Linked DNA regions of Sus scrofa: region 2 is linked to region 1. The links are chromatin contacts, called in public HiChIP or PLAC-seq maps. All regions are on one chromosome and are shown on one strand. Each heading gives the region's core, a stretch centred on a gene start, on an enhancer-like site or on the middle of the called end of the contact. The rest is flanking DNA. Distances are from core to core; before and after follow the strand shown.

What was found. HiChIP or PLAC-seq counts read pairs in DNA pulled down with a chosen protein or histone mark.
Region 2: a contact with region 1 is called in an H3K27ac HiChIP or PLAC-seq map of alveolar macrophages. The contact joins the promoter of IFNGR2 here to the enhancer-like site in region 1. A contact is called at or near these places in 1 of 5 promoter capture datasets (liver), 6 of 47 Hi-C or Micro-C datasets (alveolar macrophages, blood, liver and 1 more) and 2 of 2 datasets of contacts at active chromatin or transcription factors (alveolar macrophages and skeletal muscle).

The regions. Positions count from the first base shown.
Region 1 is chr13:196,964,587-196,972,184 of Sscrofa11.1, reverse strand. No RefSeq gene overlaps it. Among named protein-coding and RNA genes, the nearest start is that of IFNGR2, 39 kb to the left of the region's middle. Within about 2 kb of position 4,559, at least 26 of the 83 cell types and tissues checked have an H3K27ac peak or open chromatin away from gene starts, as enhancers often do. A contact at or near this core is called in alveolar macrophages and liver, where this site is marked.
Region 2 is chr13:197,004,305-197,011,902 of Sscrofa11.1, reverse strand. IFNGR2 (interferon gamma receptor 2 (interferon gamma transducer 1)) reads right to left here and starts at 4,600. Exons shown (of 7, transcript NM_001111258.1): 1 at 4,381-4,600. The coding sequence starts at 4,465.

The sequences.
Region 1 (7,598 bases), core at 3,310-5,809:
ACAGAAAAAAAAAAAAGATGTTTTAAAGGTTATTTTCTGTGCCAGTCAGGATTTTGCCCATGGTACTATTTTTCAAGCGTCCTCAGACTTTATCCTACTTATGTTGAAATTTATGGTGTCTAGTTTTTTTTTTTTTTTTTTTTTTGTCTTTTTGCCATTTCTTGGGCCGTCCCCTCGGCCTATGGAGGTTCCCAGGCTAGGGGTCTAATAGGAGCTGTAGCCGCTGGCCCACACCAGAGTCACAGCAATGCGGGATCCGAGCTGCTTCTGCGACCTACACACAGCTCACGGCAACACCGGATCCTTAACCCACTGAGCAAGGCCAGGGATCAAACCTGCCACCTCATGGTTCCTAGTCAGATTCGTTAATCACTGAGCCACGACGGGAAGTCCTATGGTGTCTAGTTTTGTTTTAGCCCTGTAATTTGCCTTGTTTGGATGTTTTTCATGAAATAGAAATGTTTTTACATGACTCACGTTCATTTATTGCCCAATTTAGTTTTTAAAAAATAGATTTTTGAGGTAAAATTTATATACCATAAAACATCCATCTTTGGAGTTCCCGTCGTGCTGCAGTGGAAACAAATCCGACTAGGAACCATGAGGTTGCAGGTTCGATCCCTGGCCTCGCTCAGTGGGTTGAGGATCCGGTGTTGCTGTGAGCTGTGGTGTAGGTCGCAGACTAGGCTCATATCTGGTGTGGCTGTGGCATAGACCAGCAGCTGTAGCTCCAATTAGACCCCTAGCCTGGGGAACCTCCATATGCTGAGGGTACGGCCCTTAAAAAGCAAAACAAACACACAAAAACATCCATCTTAAATGTATAATCCACTAATTCGTAGTAATTTTATAGCTCTGGGTAACCACTATAGCAATCCAGAATATTTGCCCATTCATACCCAATTCTTAAAAACATCTTAAGAACCATTAGTGTTAGAAAAAATAAAGATGTCTATTTTTAAAAAGCCCTGAAATTTGAAAGTATTTTAAAATGGTGTTTTTTTTCTTTCAGTGACCATAGCTGAAACTAAGCCAATTGAACTCACTTTATTGAATAAATCAACTATTCAATAATTTGTCAAGCATTTCATCATGGTTAATTTTGTGTGTCCACATGGTTTAGCCACGGTACTCAGATATTCTAGATGTTTCTGTGAATGCATTTTGTAGGCATGTCCTAATATCCTCTTCTCATAAAGGCAGCAGTCCTAAGAGGTTAGGACCCACACTAATGACCTTTTCAAAAGCTAATTATGTTAATCACCTCTTCAAAGCCTCTGTCTCCAAATGCAGTCTTCTTCTTAAGGTACTGCTGAGTGTCAGAACTTCAACATTTGCATTTCTAGGGGATTTTTAGGGCGAGGCACAAGTCAGCAGATGGATATCTCATCTACTTGGCTAATTTCCTTTAAAAATCTTTCTATTATTTTTCCTCTTGAGACATTCACTTGAAAAAAAAAAAAAAGTTTCGCCCAGTGTCTTAGTTGGTTTGGGCTGATATAGCAAAAATACCCAAGCCTGGGTGGCTTATAAACAGAAATTTATTTCGTACAGTTCTGGAGGCTGGATGGCCAAGGTGTGGGTGTTGGCGGGGTGGTGTTTTGGTGAAAGCCCTCTTCCAGGTTGCAGACGGCTGGACTTCTCATATCCTCACCTGGAGAGAACAAAGAGGAGAAGCAAGGTCTCTGGTGAAATTTATGGGGGCACCAATCCCATTCATGAAAGCCCAACACTCATGAACTCCTCCAATCCTAATTTCCTCCCTGAAGCTCTGCCTCCTCATATGGCTGTGGGGAGGTGGGTAGGGTTTCAACACATGAATTCTGGAGTGTCACAAATATCCAGTCCATAACACCTGGATGAGAAAGTCAAAATTTATTATTATTATTCTTATTTTTTCTTTTTAGGCCTGCACCCACGGCATATGGAGGTTCCCAGGCTAGGGGTCTAATTGCAGCTGGAGCTGCTGGCCTATACCACAGCCATGGCAATGCCAGATCCGAGCTGCGTCTCCGACCTACACCAGAGCTCATACCCTTGACCCACTGAGTGAGGCCATGGATGGAACCCGAGATCTCATTGTTCCTTGTCGGATTCGTTGATCACTGAGCCACGACGGGAACTCCCCATGGTTCGCTTTTCTTAACACTTTGCCATTTAGTGAAGAAATCATTCATCTGTTCATTCATCATTTGTTTTGATTAATTTAATTATTATATGATTGAATAATTATTTAATAATTAATAATAATTATCATTTAAATTATTAAATTATTATTGAGCATCCACTGTGTAGGTGTGCCAGGTACTTGCTAAAATCAGGGATACTACAGTGAACAAAAGAGATTAAAAGAGGAGTTTCTGTCGTGGCTTAGCGGAAATGAATCTGACTAGCATCCATATGGACGCAGGTTCGATCTTTGACCTCGCTCGGTGGGTTAAGGATCCAGCGTTGCCTTGAGCTGTGGTGTAGGTCATAGATGCAGCTCGGATTTGTGGTGTAGGCTGCTGGCTGCGGCTCCGATTTGACCCCTAGCCTGGGAACCTCCATATGTGATGGGTGTGGCCCTAGAAAAACAAACCAACCAAAAAAAGGAAATTAAAAGCAAGAAAAAATTCTGGTGGGGAGACAGAGAATATTCAAGCGATATAAGATAATTTTTTTTCCTAAAGAGAAAAATCAGGAAAGGGAATTAGAGAATGTGTGTGTGTGTGTGTGTGTGTGTGTGTGTGTGTGTGGTGGTGGTGGGGTGCAATTTAAGTTAAAGTGAGCACAACAGCCATCCCTGAAAAGAGAACATTTAAGTAAAAACCTGATGTGAACATATGAGCCATGGGGATGAGCAGGGGAAGAAGTGCATGCCAGGCAGAGCGACTGGCAAGTGCAGAGAGCCCGAGGCAGGAACAGCCTGGGTGCTTGAGGATCGCAGGGAGGCCAATGTGGCTGAGGAGGAGGGGGCAAAGGGGAGATGAGGTCAGAGGGGTGGTGAGGTGCCCTTAGATCATTGCAAGGATGTGGGCTTTCACTTTGAGAAGGGAGCCACGGGAGGGTTTGGGTCAACGAGCAGCATGATCTGGCTCACAAGGCTGAACAGTCACCTAACATGACTGAAGAGGAGGCAGGGCTGAAAGAGGAAGGAAAACCATTTACGAAGCCATGAAATCATCTACCCGGAGAGGATGGTGGCTCAGACCAGGTGGTAGCCACGGAGACGGTAAAAGTAGTCAGATTTGGAGTTCCCCGTCGTCGTGGTGCAGCAGAAATGAATCCGACTAGGAACCATGAGGTTGTGGGTTCGATCCCTGGCCTTGCTCAGTGGGTTAAGGATCCGGTGTTGCCGTGAGCTGTGGTGTAGGTCGCAGACGTGGCTCAGATCTGGCGTTGCTGTGGCTGTGGTGTAGGCTGGCAGCTACAACTCCGATTAGAACTCTAGCCTGGGAACCTCCATATGCTGAGGGTGTGGCCCTGAAAAGACAAAAGACAAAAATAAATAAATAAATAAACGTAGTCAGATTTGAGATGTTCTGGTTTTGGTGGGATTTCCCAAGAGATAGAATGTGAGACAGGAGCCAAGGATGGCACAAGGTTTTTGGCTTTGAAAAATAAAGAAAGGAGTTGCTATTTATTATGTTGGGGAAGCCTGAGGTGGAGGTAGGGGGGAGATTGATTTGGTTTCCTATCAGCATCAATATCTCTCATTTTATAGCAGAAGACTTTTGTTTTTTTGGCTGTGCCCGAGGCTTGTGGAGATTCCCGGGCCAGGGATTGAACCTGAGCTGCTGCAGTGACAACACCAGATTCTTAACCCACTGTGCCACAAGGGAACTCCCAAGACTTTTTTTTTTTAAAGTATCATGTCTGAAGCCTGATTCTAGAATCTTCTAGATAATCCTGCATCCATGAATTGTCCTAAAAACTGTATGTTCATCACTGCTTAGCTCAGTAAGTGTTTATCTTAGCTCATCCAGGTGACATGGTGTGACCTAACCAACATATTTTTTACTGAGTGATGTGTTATGTTATACCTGGGGTTTAATTAATGATCGCTGCCCCTACTTCCTGAGCACTTCCTGGGCTTTAGGCAGAAGGGAAGCTGTTTTCCCAAACTCATCCGGCCGGTAGGTGGCAGAGTTGGGATTTGATCCAGTTGGCTGGACCTCGACAGAGGGTTTGGTGCCTAATTGTGAACTGAATATTGCGTCACATCAGGAAGAGGTGCTTGATGATAACTCTGAATTATCCATTCCAAAGCTCTAGAATGATGAATGCAGGAATTTATTTTTCTCATAGCAGTTGAGTTTTTGCCTAAGTTCCATACTTGAAAAAATAAGCTTCTCTGCCTTAGAGGAAGTATAACTCGTTAACTGCATGCTTAGTCAAGGGGAAATTTTCGAAATAAAAGACAGTCTATATTTGCGGAAGTAAGTTAACAGGCCACTTGCCAAGAAGCCAACAAAGAATCAGAGGAATTCACACGTCTCCATAATAAGCATTTAAAACCGAGGGGCCAACTCAAAAGCAGTATACATTCTGCATCTGTAATCAGTCTGAGTTGATGACCCTTGAACGTGGTCATGAAGAGACCTGTAGAGGGCGGGGCCATAACAGGTCACAATGGAGGTTTGGAGAATGAGTGATGGCTTGATCTTGACCTTCTTCTTTTTTTCAACTTCCTTTCCCTGAAATAACAGACAGTAAGGGAACCAGGAACACCCAGGCTTCTGGTCACGTATTTCTTCTTGATAACTTCACATCTTCCTGTTATCAAAATGTGAGTTACAGGAAGCAGACACCAGCCACAGCTGGTACAGGGCCAGTTTCAGAAGAAAGCTTTTGGGTGCAACCTCAGCAGAGCTTCTGAGGGAAACAGATATGCAAGGCAAATGCTTCATTTGACCGAATCCTCTCCAAAAAAAAAAAAAAAAAAAAAAAAAAAAAAAAAATTAAAATGCATCTATATTTTCCATCATATACTTATGATTTTAATAAAATCAAATGAACACTTCTTGCTCCAGGTAAATATATACTTAAACTCTCTAAGTAATTGGTCATATCGGATGAATGCTCCCAATCTCTAAGCCTGCACTTTGGTGACCACGCCATGTAGGCATGGCTAGGTGCCCTGCACAGCATGTCATCAGGTAGACATCAAAGTGTTGGCTGGATTAGGTTCTTTTCTTTTTTTTTTTTTTTGTCTTTTTGTTATTTCTTGGTCTGCTCCCGCGGCGTATGGAGGTTCCTAGGCTAGGGGTCCAATCGGGGCTGTAGCCACTGGCCTACACCAGAGCCACAGCAACGCAGGATCTGAGCCACATCTGCAACCTACACCACAGCTCATGGCAACGCCGGATCGCTAACCCACTGAGTGAGGGCAGGGACCGAACCTGCAACCTCATGGTTCCTAGTCAGATTTGCGCCACGACGGGAACTCCTGGATTAGGTTCTCGTCTAGAGGCTCTGGAGAAAAATCTCTCCTTAAAACTTGTTCTGGTTGTTGGCAGAAATCAGTTCCTTGTGGGAGTTCCCTTTGTGGCTTGACAGTTAACAAATCCGACTAGGATCCGTGAGGATGCGGGTTTGATCCCTGGCCTCCCTCAGTGGGTTAAGGATCCTGCATTGCTGTGGCTGTGGTGTAGGCTGGCAGCTGCAGCTCCAGTTTGACCCCTAGCCTGGGAACCTCCATATGCTGCAGGTGCAGCCCTAAAAAAAAAAAAAAAAGAATTCAGTTCCTTGAAGCTGTAGGCCTGAGGATCTGGACCTTATTTCCATGCTGACTGTCAACCAGTGCCTACAGGCTACCTGAATTCCTTGCCTCGGAGCTCCCTTCATCTCTGAGCCAGCAATGGCGTGTTGAATCTTTGCGCTTCAAATTTCTGACTCCTTCTGCTGTGATGAACCAGGGAAAATGCTCTGCCTTTAAGGGGCTCATGTGATTAAGTCACACCCAACCAGGATAATGTCCCTGTCTCAAGGTCAACTGTGTTTGATAATATAACCTAACCATGGGAGTAAAATCCATCATACAGTCCTGGGGATCTTGGGAACCATGTTTAAATTCTGTCCACTGTACCTAGCTTCAAGAATGACCAACTCCAAAAAAAAAAAAAAAAAAAAAAGAAAAGAAAAGAAAAAGAAAAAAGAGAGTTCCCAATGTGGCTTGGTGGGTTAAGAACCTAACACACAGTGTGTCTGTGAGGATGCCAGGTGGCCTCACTCAGTGGGTTTAAGGATCCAGCATTGCTGAAAGCTGCCGTCTAAGTCACAGTTAGGGTCGAGATCCAGCATTGCCGTGGCTGTGTTGTGGGCTGGCGGCTGCAGCTCTGATTGGACCCCTTCCATATGCTGGAGATGTGGCTCCAAAAATGTCCTGCTGGAGTTCCCGTCGTGGCGCAGTGGTTAACAAATCCGACTAGGAACCATGAGGTTGTAGGTTCAATCCCTGCCCTTGCTCAGTGGGTTAATGATCCTGCATTGCCGTGAGCTGTGGTGTAGGTTACAGATGGCTTGGATCCCGCATTGCTGTGGCTCTGGCGTAGGCTGGTGGCTACAGCTCCGATTTGACCCCTAGCCTAGGAACCTCCATATGCCACAGGAGCGGCCCAAGAAAATGGCAAAAAAATAGACAAAAAAAAAAAAAAAAAAAGTCCTGCTGGAGTTTCTGTCATAGCTCATTGGAAACGAATCTGACCAGGATCCATGAAGATGATAACTCTGAATTATCCATTCTCATACTCTAGAATTATGAACTCAGGCAATGTATTTGTCCTCCTGGCAGTGGGTTAAGGATCTGGCATTGCCGTGGCTGTGGTGTAGGTCATTTGACTACTAGCCCAGGAACCTCCGTAATGCCACAGGTGCATCTCTGAAAGAAAAAAAAAAGTCCTGCTATATAGCACAGGGAACTGTATCCAATCCCTTGTGATAGAAGTCCATTTTCAAATCACTTTATTTGTTTTAGTTGTTGAGTTGTAGGAGTTCCTTATATAGTCTGGACATTAACCCCTTAACAGATATTTGATTTGCAAATATTTTCTTCTTTATGTAGGCTTCTTTTTCACTCTGTTGATTTTCTCCTTTGATATGCAAGTCGTTTTTGTCGTTGTTGTTGTTATTAAGGCTACATCTGGGACATATGCAAGTACCCATGATTGAATCCAAGCTGCAGTTGCAGCAATGCCAGATCCTTTAACCCACTGCACAAGGCTGGGGGTGGCATATGGAATTCCTAGGCCATGGATCAGATCCCAGACACAGTTGCAACCCATGCTGAAGCTGCAGCAACGCTGTGCTGAGCCGGGGATGAACCTGCATCCTGGCACTGCACAGACACTGCCGATCTCATTGCACCACAGCAGGAACTTCTGTAGTCAGATTCTTAACCCACTGCACCATAGTGGGAACTCCTGATATGCAGCCATTTTTCAGTTTTATGTCACGGAAGTTGTCATTTTTGTTTTTGTTGCTTGTGATTGCCGAATTCAACATTGTGAATCTTTCCTCTTATGTTTTCTTCTAGGAGTTTTATAGTTTTAGATCTTACGATTAGGTCTTTAATACATTTTGAGTTAGTAGATGGTAAAAAGCAAGGGTCCAATTTC
Region 2 (7,598 bases), core at 3,351-5,850, 40 kb before region 1:
GTGTAAGTCCTGCCTTTTCTCTGGTCTCAGAGGCTGGGACAGCGAGTGGGTACAACTTGAGACCATGGACTTATCTGGCTGGCTCTAAAGAGTCAATGTATTTAGGGCCATAGCATCTGCTGTCCACGGCATTGACAAGGCTTAGTGGGAGAAGAAGAGAATTTCTGGACAAAGGGCTTTGGCTGGAATCCTGATCCTGCCACCCAGGGCCACGGAACCCTGCTACGACCCCACGTGAGCCTCAGTTTCACGATCCACAATGAAATGATACCCTCTCTCCCAGAGAGGGACTGAGGGGCAAATGCAGGACCACGAATGAAAGGCAAACCACACCACTGCTGCCTAAATATGATTTCGTTTTTGTCTTTTTAGGGCTGCATCCGCAGTGTACGGAAGTTCCCAGGCTAGGGACGGAATCAGAGCTGCAGCTGTCAGACTACACCATAGCCGCTGAAGGTGGGATCTGAGCTGCACCTGTGACCTCTGCCACAGCTTGAGGCAACGGTGGATCCTGAACCCCCTGAGCAAAGCCAGGGATCAAACCTGCATCCTCATGGATACTAGCTAGGCTCTTTACCCACTGAGCCATCACGGGAACTCCCTGAGTGTGAATTTTAAGATGTGACTATTTCGGGGTGCCCTGATGGATGGCTGCTTTTGCAGGGGGCAAGCACCTGCTACTGAGACCCTGCCTTCAGCGACCACCAACTGACCAGCCCCACGCTGACCAGTGTATTTAACTGTCCAATCCTGTCATAGGCAGAATAGCGGCCTCCCTCCCCACCCAAGATGTCTGTGTCCTATTTTAGGTCACATGGCAAAGGGGAATTCAGCTTGCAGATGAAATTTAGCTTCCTCATCAGAAGATCTAAAAACAGGGAGATTATCCTGGAGTATCTGGGTGGCTCCAATGTCACCATGAAGATGTTTCTCCAGAAGCTGGCAAAGGTGAGGAAATAATTCTCCCCCTAGAACCCTGAGAAAGGAACGCATCCCTACACAATCTTGATTTTAGGCCCGTGAAACCTGCACCCAACTGCCGACCTCCAGAGCGCTAGGATACTAAATCTGGTTTTAGGTATTTTACACCTTAAGCTCCTTTGCTGAAGACCTCTTTGCCACAAGCATTTCCATTGCAAACATTTTTGCCAAATAACAAATTGGCTATAATGCAGTTTAGGTGTAAAAAGTAAAATAATGAAAAAGAAAAGAGAGATTGACAAAGAACATAATGAAACATGAAAAATGAATAATGTAACGTAAGACTATTTCAAAATACAAACTGTTTGAATACATTTGAAAGGTGCATAGATTTATGGCGATACTGCAGAAATAACTGATTTTATTCTGTAGCTTTTAGGAAGCAGTTGTCTTCAAGGCCTTTTGTTCATCACACTATATACTTTTTTTTTTTTTTTTGCTTGTTGATTTGTCTCATGCTTTTTTCTTTTTTTTCTCACCAAGATTTCTTCCTTCATTAAGCGGGGTGTTAGTTTTCAAACAGCAGGATGCGTATATGTACCTAAGCTTTGTGCCGCGTTTCAAAAGCCTCTTCACTGCTGTGTGTTCCTGGCATGTTGTCACGTGTCCATCGATAGACATTCGGTCCCAGGGGAAACGCTGCTTCAACTCTGCACCTTCAAAGCCCCCAGCCTCCTTCTCTTCCAAGGAAGTATGTTTCGAAATAAGAAACCAATTCTTGGGGCAAAGCATCATACTCCGTCAGCTTGATAAGGCCATTGATAAGTTCACTAATTGAAAGAAATGCGAACACGTTGCAACCACTTGAAACCAAACTGTCAAACCAAACTGTCAACCAGCTATTTTATCTTTTATGGCAAAACTGCCTTATGGCTAATTAGTTATGCAGTGAAGATGTTTGAGGTGAAAATGCACATGGCAAAGATGTCTACAGCAGAGACACTCACAGCCAAGAGAGCAGACACATACAAATCTGTACTGTATGCAGGCACAAAGTTGGCGGTCACCTGCTATAGCAACAACTGGAAACTAATACCGTCCCCCTAATACAGTGGACCCTAGGCCTTTCATGACACCCTAGCTCCTCCAAGATGAAAGCTCACTGTCCTAAGCAGAGGGTACAGAGCCCCGCCTCTCCTGCCTTCTCCATGCTCTTTTGGGCAATGGTTCACCACCTGTCATTGGTAAGAAGAGATCATTGGTGGGTGGTAAGTGTGCCCTCTGCACTGCACAACCACAGCGCCTGCTGTTCCCCTTCCTTCCCCACCAGCCACCTCCCATCCACCTGGACCCAGGTGTTTGAGACTTGATATGTTTTTTAAAGTAGGCTAAACGTATCTAGACTTTTTCTTCCTCTGACCATAAAAACAATTACATGATTTTTTTTTTTTTTTGTCTTTTTAGGGCTGTACCTTTGGCCTATGGAGGTTCCCAGGCTAGGGGTCCAATTGGAGCCACAGCTGCCGGCCTATACCAGAGCCACTGCAACACCATATCCAAGCCTTGTCTGTGACCTACACCACAGCTCACGGCAACGCCAAGTCCTTAACCCACTGAGTGAGGCCAGGGATCGAACCTGCAGCCTCATGGTTCCTAGTCGGATTTGTTTCCACTGTGCCACAAGGCGAACTCCAAAAAACAATTACATGATTATTGAAGGACACCCGCAAATTATGTAAGTGTCTGGAAAATGTTCTACCACCTGTTTACTACAAATCATTGTTAGTATTTTCACTTTGTGTTTTGACTCACAAAGAGTTTCTCTTAAATAGACCCTAGCTTTTAATTGTTTATTGTGCAAAATTTCAGAGAGTCACAGAAACAGATTTGTAAAATGGTGCTGCTTTGCAAAGGGTCTAGGGTGAAGAATGGGTATATTTCGCACAGACCTGAACCTTTGCAGAATACAATAAAGGAGAATCTCTAGAAAGATGGACCCGCCCGTGGGTGTTGCAGCAATATCAAACTGCAAAGTTTCTAAATACTTCTCTCAAACTCTGGACTCATGGCAGACAAGTCACAAACAAGTTCATAGACTCATCAAGAGTAGCGCTAGTATAAAGTGCCACCATCTGCCCATCACCCAGCCTGGGCAATTACCTACGTTTTACCAATGTGAGGGAGGCTCAGGGAGGGGGCAGAGTCAGAATCCAAACCCACCTGTCCAACTCCCTGGGGAAGCAGCCATTTCCCCGCAAGCGAGCGCATATCCTCCTATGCAAGGCTCCCCTTAAGGAAGAGCTACGGTATTTAAGGGCTTTTGCGAGGGATGCTGGAGAAGAAACCAACCCAAAAACACTCTGAGATTTCAAGGGGGAGGAAACCTCTAAATTCCTGAGACTTTTAAAAGAGTTACCCAATTTATGCCATCAGCCTCTCCAGCAGAAAGAACCCAGCAAAACATAGGTGTGAACAGAGAAAATGTTTTTCTTCATCCATCTTTGTCTGCCCTCCCTTCCTCCGTCCTTCCCTTCCTTCCTTTCATTCTCTCTTTTCCTAGTTTTTCTATTTGGCTCATAAGGACCGTCAGTCAGGGTCAGAGGTGAGCAGGAGGCTGAGCTCAGGTAAAGGGCTGTCCAACTGGACACGGAGCTGGAATGAAAAGTCTGGTTCACCTGACCCTCTACTGGCAACCTGACCTTTCTGCATCCTGCCCTGAGTACTGCCCCCCATCTATCCCATCCCTGGGGCGGGTAGCAGGCGGGGGGGACTGACCGCTATCAAACACACTGGGCCGCAGTTAAAACTGAGCTAGGGTCACAACCTCCTAGACGGAGGTCCCTTGCGGGTGGCTGGGCTCCGCGGCACGAAGCTGGAAGGCAGGCAGGCCTGGGACCTGCTTCCAGCTCCTGCCACCGGGGCCAGGCAGGGCTCCGTTCAGGCGGATCGGGAAAAATCTGTGGCCGGCAGAGGCGGCCTTTTCTCGAGCCCTGGCTTTGACTTTGCCTCTGTTTATTTTGAGAAGTTCGGAGGTCGGCCGCGTTCGTTGTAGGGTGCGGCGGCGCGGAGGTGGGAGAGAAGGAGCCCCTGTGTGCTCAGACTCGTGCGGCGGCAGCTTGAGCGCTTCCTTCCTGGGAGCGATGTCCAGGGCGCTGGCGGTCCCACGGCTCCTCTCGCTGCGCCAGGTCCCGGCCCCGGGGACTGCTCGGAATTCCCCCACCACCCGACACGCGATTCGGGCTCCCGCGGACCCCGCCCAGCAGACTCTCGACCCATCGAGGCTCCCCGCAGGCCCTCGACCGATCCAGGCTCCCCGCCGACCCCACCCGCTAAGGACACCCCGTTTCCTCCGGACCGATCGGCTCCCCGTGGATTCCCCCACCTGCTCCGGGCTCCCCGCGGACTCCCACCCATGCGACGACGCCTCCGTGCGGCCTCGGGGGCCCGGGTTCCGCTTACCTGCCGGGGACGCCGCGGCGCCGCATCTGCCGAACAGCAGCAGCGGTGGCAGCACCAGCGGCAGCAGAACGAGCAGCGGCCGCATGGCCCGGGGCTCCGGGCGCCGCAGGAGCGGCGGCGGCGGCGGCTCTGGGCGCGGCCCGGCCCCGGCACGGGGTCGCCCGGGCGCTCACGTCGCCGCCTCGGCGGCCATGGCGAGCGCTGGGCGCGCGGGGCCCGCCTCTTCCCGAGCAGCTGCGGGGGTGGCGTGTCCCGAGCGGCCAGGGAACCCCGCTCGGCAGCCGAGCCCGAGCCGGCCCCTCCCGGCGCCCGTGCCCCGCCCCGCGCCGCGCCGAGAAGCCGCCGCGCTCCCGCGCCCCGCCCGCTGCGGGGACTTTCCCGGGGCCCCCCAGCCCCGCCGCCGCCGCCCCCGGGAACCACGGCCCGGGGGGGTTCCGCGCGGCCCTGGCGCAGCCTTTGCAGACACCGGAGCCGGGGCCCCACCGAGGCCGGCCGGCCCGGGCCTGGCACAGGAGTGGGGTGGAGAGGGAACCCTGCCAGATGCCACTTTCGGGGGCTTGCGATGCTGCCGGCAAGACCCCTCGAGACCCGAGGTCGCAGGTGGGTCTGGAGCGGAGCATCCCCCGCCCCCGGCCCCTCTTCTCCCGCTGATTCCTGCGGTTGTGCCATTCGAGCATTCCTGCCTGAAGTGTAAACTTTTGCTTATTAGTCTCTCAAGTACATATTCAGCTTTTAACCCCTTTTTGAAAATAGGTTTTAAGGGGCTGGTTGGTCGAAAGGGTCGGGGTGAAGGAAGGGGCGGGGCTTTGGGGGATAATGGGCGCAGTGAGATGGGGGAGAGAAAAAGCCCCACATTTCATAATGGTTTGTGGGTTTTGGCCCTAGTTCAGACTGTGATGAGTATGAGGAAGTAACCTCAGGAGTTGGGGGATGTCGGGGGTGCGGGGAAGGCCAGCTCTTAGAGTCTGAGTCTGCGCCGCCCTTTGCCATTTGATGCCAGAAAGGATTTGAGATCCAGAACTACCCGGAATTCTTACCACCCCCCCCACCCCGCCCCCGGCCCCGGTGCACTTCAGGCTCCCTGCTGGCTCCCATCTACTGCCGGCCCCCCGCGGACCCCTCAGACTTTCAAGGGTCTATCTTTTCTCCCCAAATGAGCCCTAACCCCACTCAGCAGGGAAAGAGCAGGCAAAAAAGGGAAGGAGTTGCGGGGCGGGGGGGCGGCGAGACCAAGAGTGAAAGAAGAGGTTGTTGGACCCATGGAGGGCAGAAATGGGTGTGTGTGGCTGCTGGGCTCCTTGGGAACATAATGTTTGGCATCTTCAAGCTTTGGGACTTTTTGCATTTTCTTTCCTTACTGTAGAACTCTTTCGAAAGTGGCCACTGTTGTAAAAATGCGTGATCAAATGAATCTCTCGCAGTGTTTGAATGATGCTTTGAGTGAGTTTTTCAAGACAAAGACGAGTTTATATACGTGAAGGGAAAAGAGCAGGACATAAGTCAGAATCCTTCCAAAAGTGACTCACTGAAAATGACTGGCGGATGGAGATCCGGTGGTGGCTCAGCGAGTTAAGGACCCGAGTCTGTCTCCGTGAGGATGCGCATTGGATCCCCGGCTTCGCTCAGTGGGGTTAAGGATCTGGCCTTGTGGCAAGCCGCTGTCAAAGATTCGGCTGCAACTCTAGCTCAACTCCACCCCTAGCCCAGGAACTTGCAGGGAACTTCCATATGTCACAGGTAGGGCCTTAAAAAAAAAAAAAAAAATAGAAAAGAAAAGAAAAAGGAAAAAGAAAGAAAGAAAATGACTGGAGGAGCTGAGTCGAAACACTGATATGAAATGGGTATGGAATTATGAAGGTTAACCATTTGGGGTTTTATTTAATGCTTTTCTGTTTTTTCTCCAATGGGCAAATTTCACTTTTACAATCGGGAAAAACAAATTCAAGTTAAAGACAGGTGGAGTTCCTCTGTGGCTCAGCAGGTAAGGACCCAGCCTTGTCACCCCTGTGGCATGGATTTGATCCTTGGCCCGGGAACTTCCACATGCCATGAGCATGGCCAAAAAGACAAAAGGGGGCAAAAAAGAAAAGAAAGAAAAAAAGAAAAGGACACTTGTGCATGTGTCTCAGCCCAGGCCAGGGATGGCTTGTGAGCTCCCTTGCTGTAGCGTTCTCAGGGACAGTGACAATGAACCCTGTGGTCTTTGAGGGGTACATGAAAACCTGCAGAGCTGTTCTCTGCTGGAGAACCTCCTTCCAGAGCTCTTTCCTGCGAAAACGTGGAGGGTTTCTGTTTCCCTTCCAGTTCCTGGCAGAGTGCTAAAAGGATCCTGCCCAGCTCGCTACTCAGATGGGCATCCTGGTCACCTCAAGCCCATAATATCCCCAGACAAGTAACCAGCCCCTGCCTCCAAGGCAGCTCACTGAAAAAGGTCAGTTTTCAGTGGCTGGTCTTTCCACTTCCTGTTTCTCTTGGCTGAAGACTTTGAAGGCAGGGTGGGTAACTCTGACTTCCATGGAATCCTCTGTCCGAAGAGCCAGAAAGCCCATCTCGTTGGCGTTTCTTGTGAAGGATGTCTCATGTCCACTGCCCTTTGTCTGGTTCCGTCTGTCCCCCCTCCCGCCTCCAGCATCATGCATTGTCTCAGTTTATTGCATATAACTTTTTTTTTGCATACAGCCCATGTGAGTTGATTCGCCTCTGCAGCTCCTCCCCTTTGGAGGCACTTTGTTGTTGTTGTTTGTTTTTTTTTTTAAGGACCGCACCTCCAGCATATGGAAGTTCCCAGGCTAGGGGTCCAATCCTTAGCTACAGCTGCTAGCCTACACCACAGCCACAGCAACACAGGATCTAAGCCACATCTGTGACCTATAGCACACAGCTCGTGGCAATGCCGGATCCTTAACCCACTGAGTGAGGCCAGGGATCGAACCTGCAACCTCATGGATGCCAGTTGGATTTGTTTCTGCTGTGCCACAATGGGAACTCCCTTTGGGGGCACATTTACTGAGAAACCACTAAAAGCTTACTCCTCAGTGGCCCTCCCTTCCACAACCCCTTCCACGGCCACGGAAGGACCCTGTCCTGCTCCATCCTTCTCACTTGGTCATATGCTTTTGTGAAATCTGCCAAGTAAGAGATTTTAACCACAGTTGTTCAGACCTCTGTCTCTTTCCTCTTTGACTTCTCTTTTGACACCCTTCTCATGCAGAGTGGGG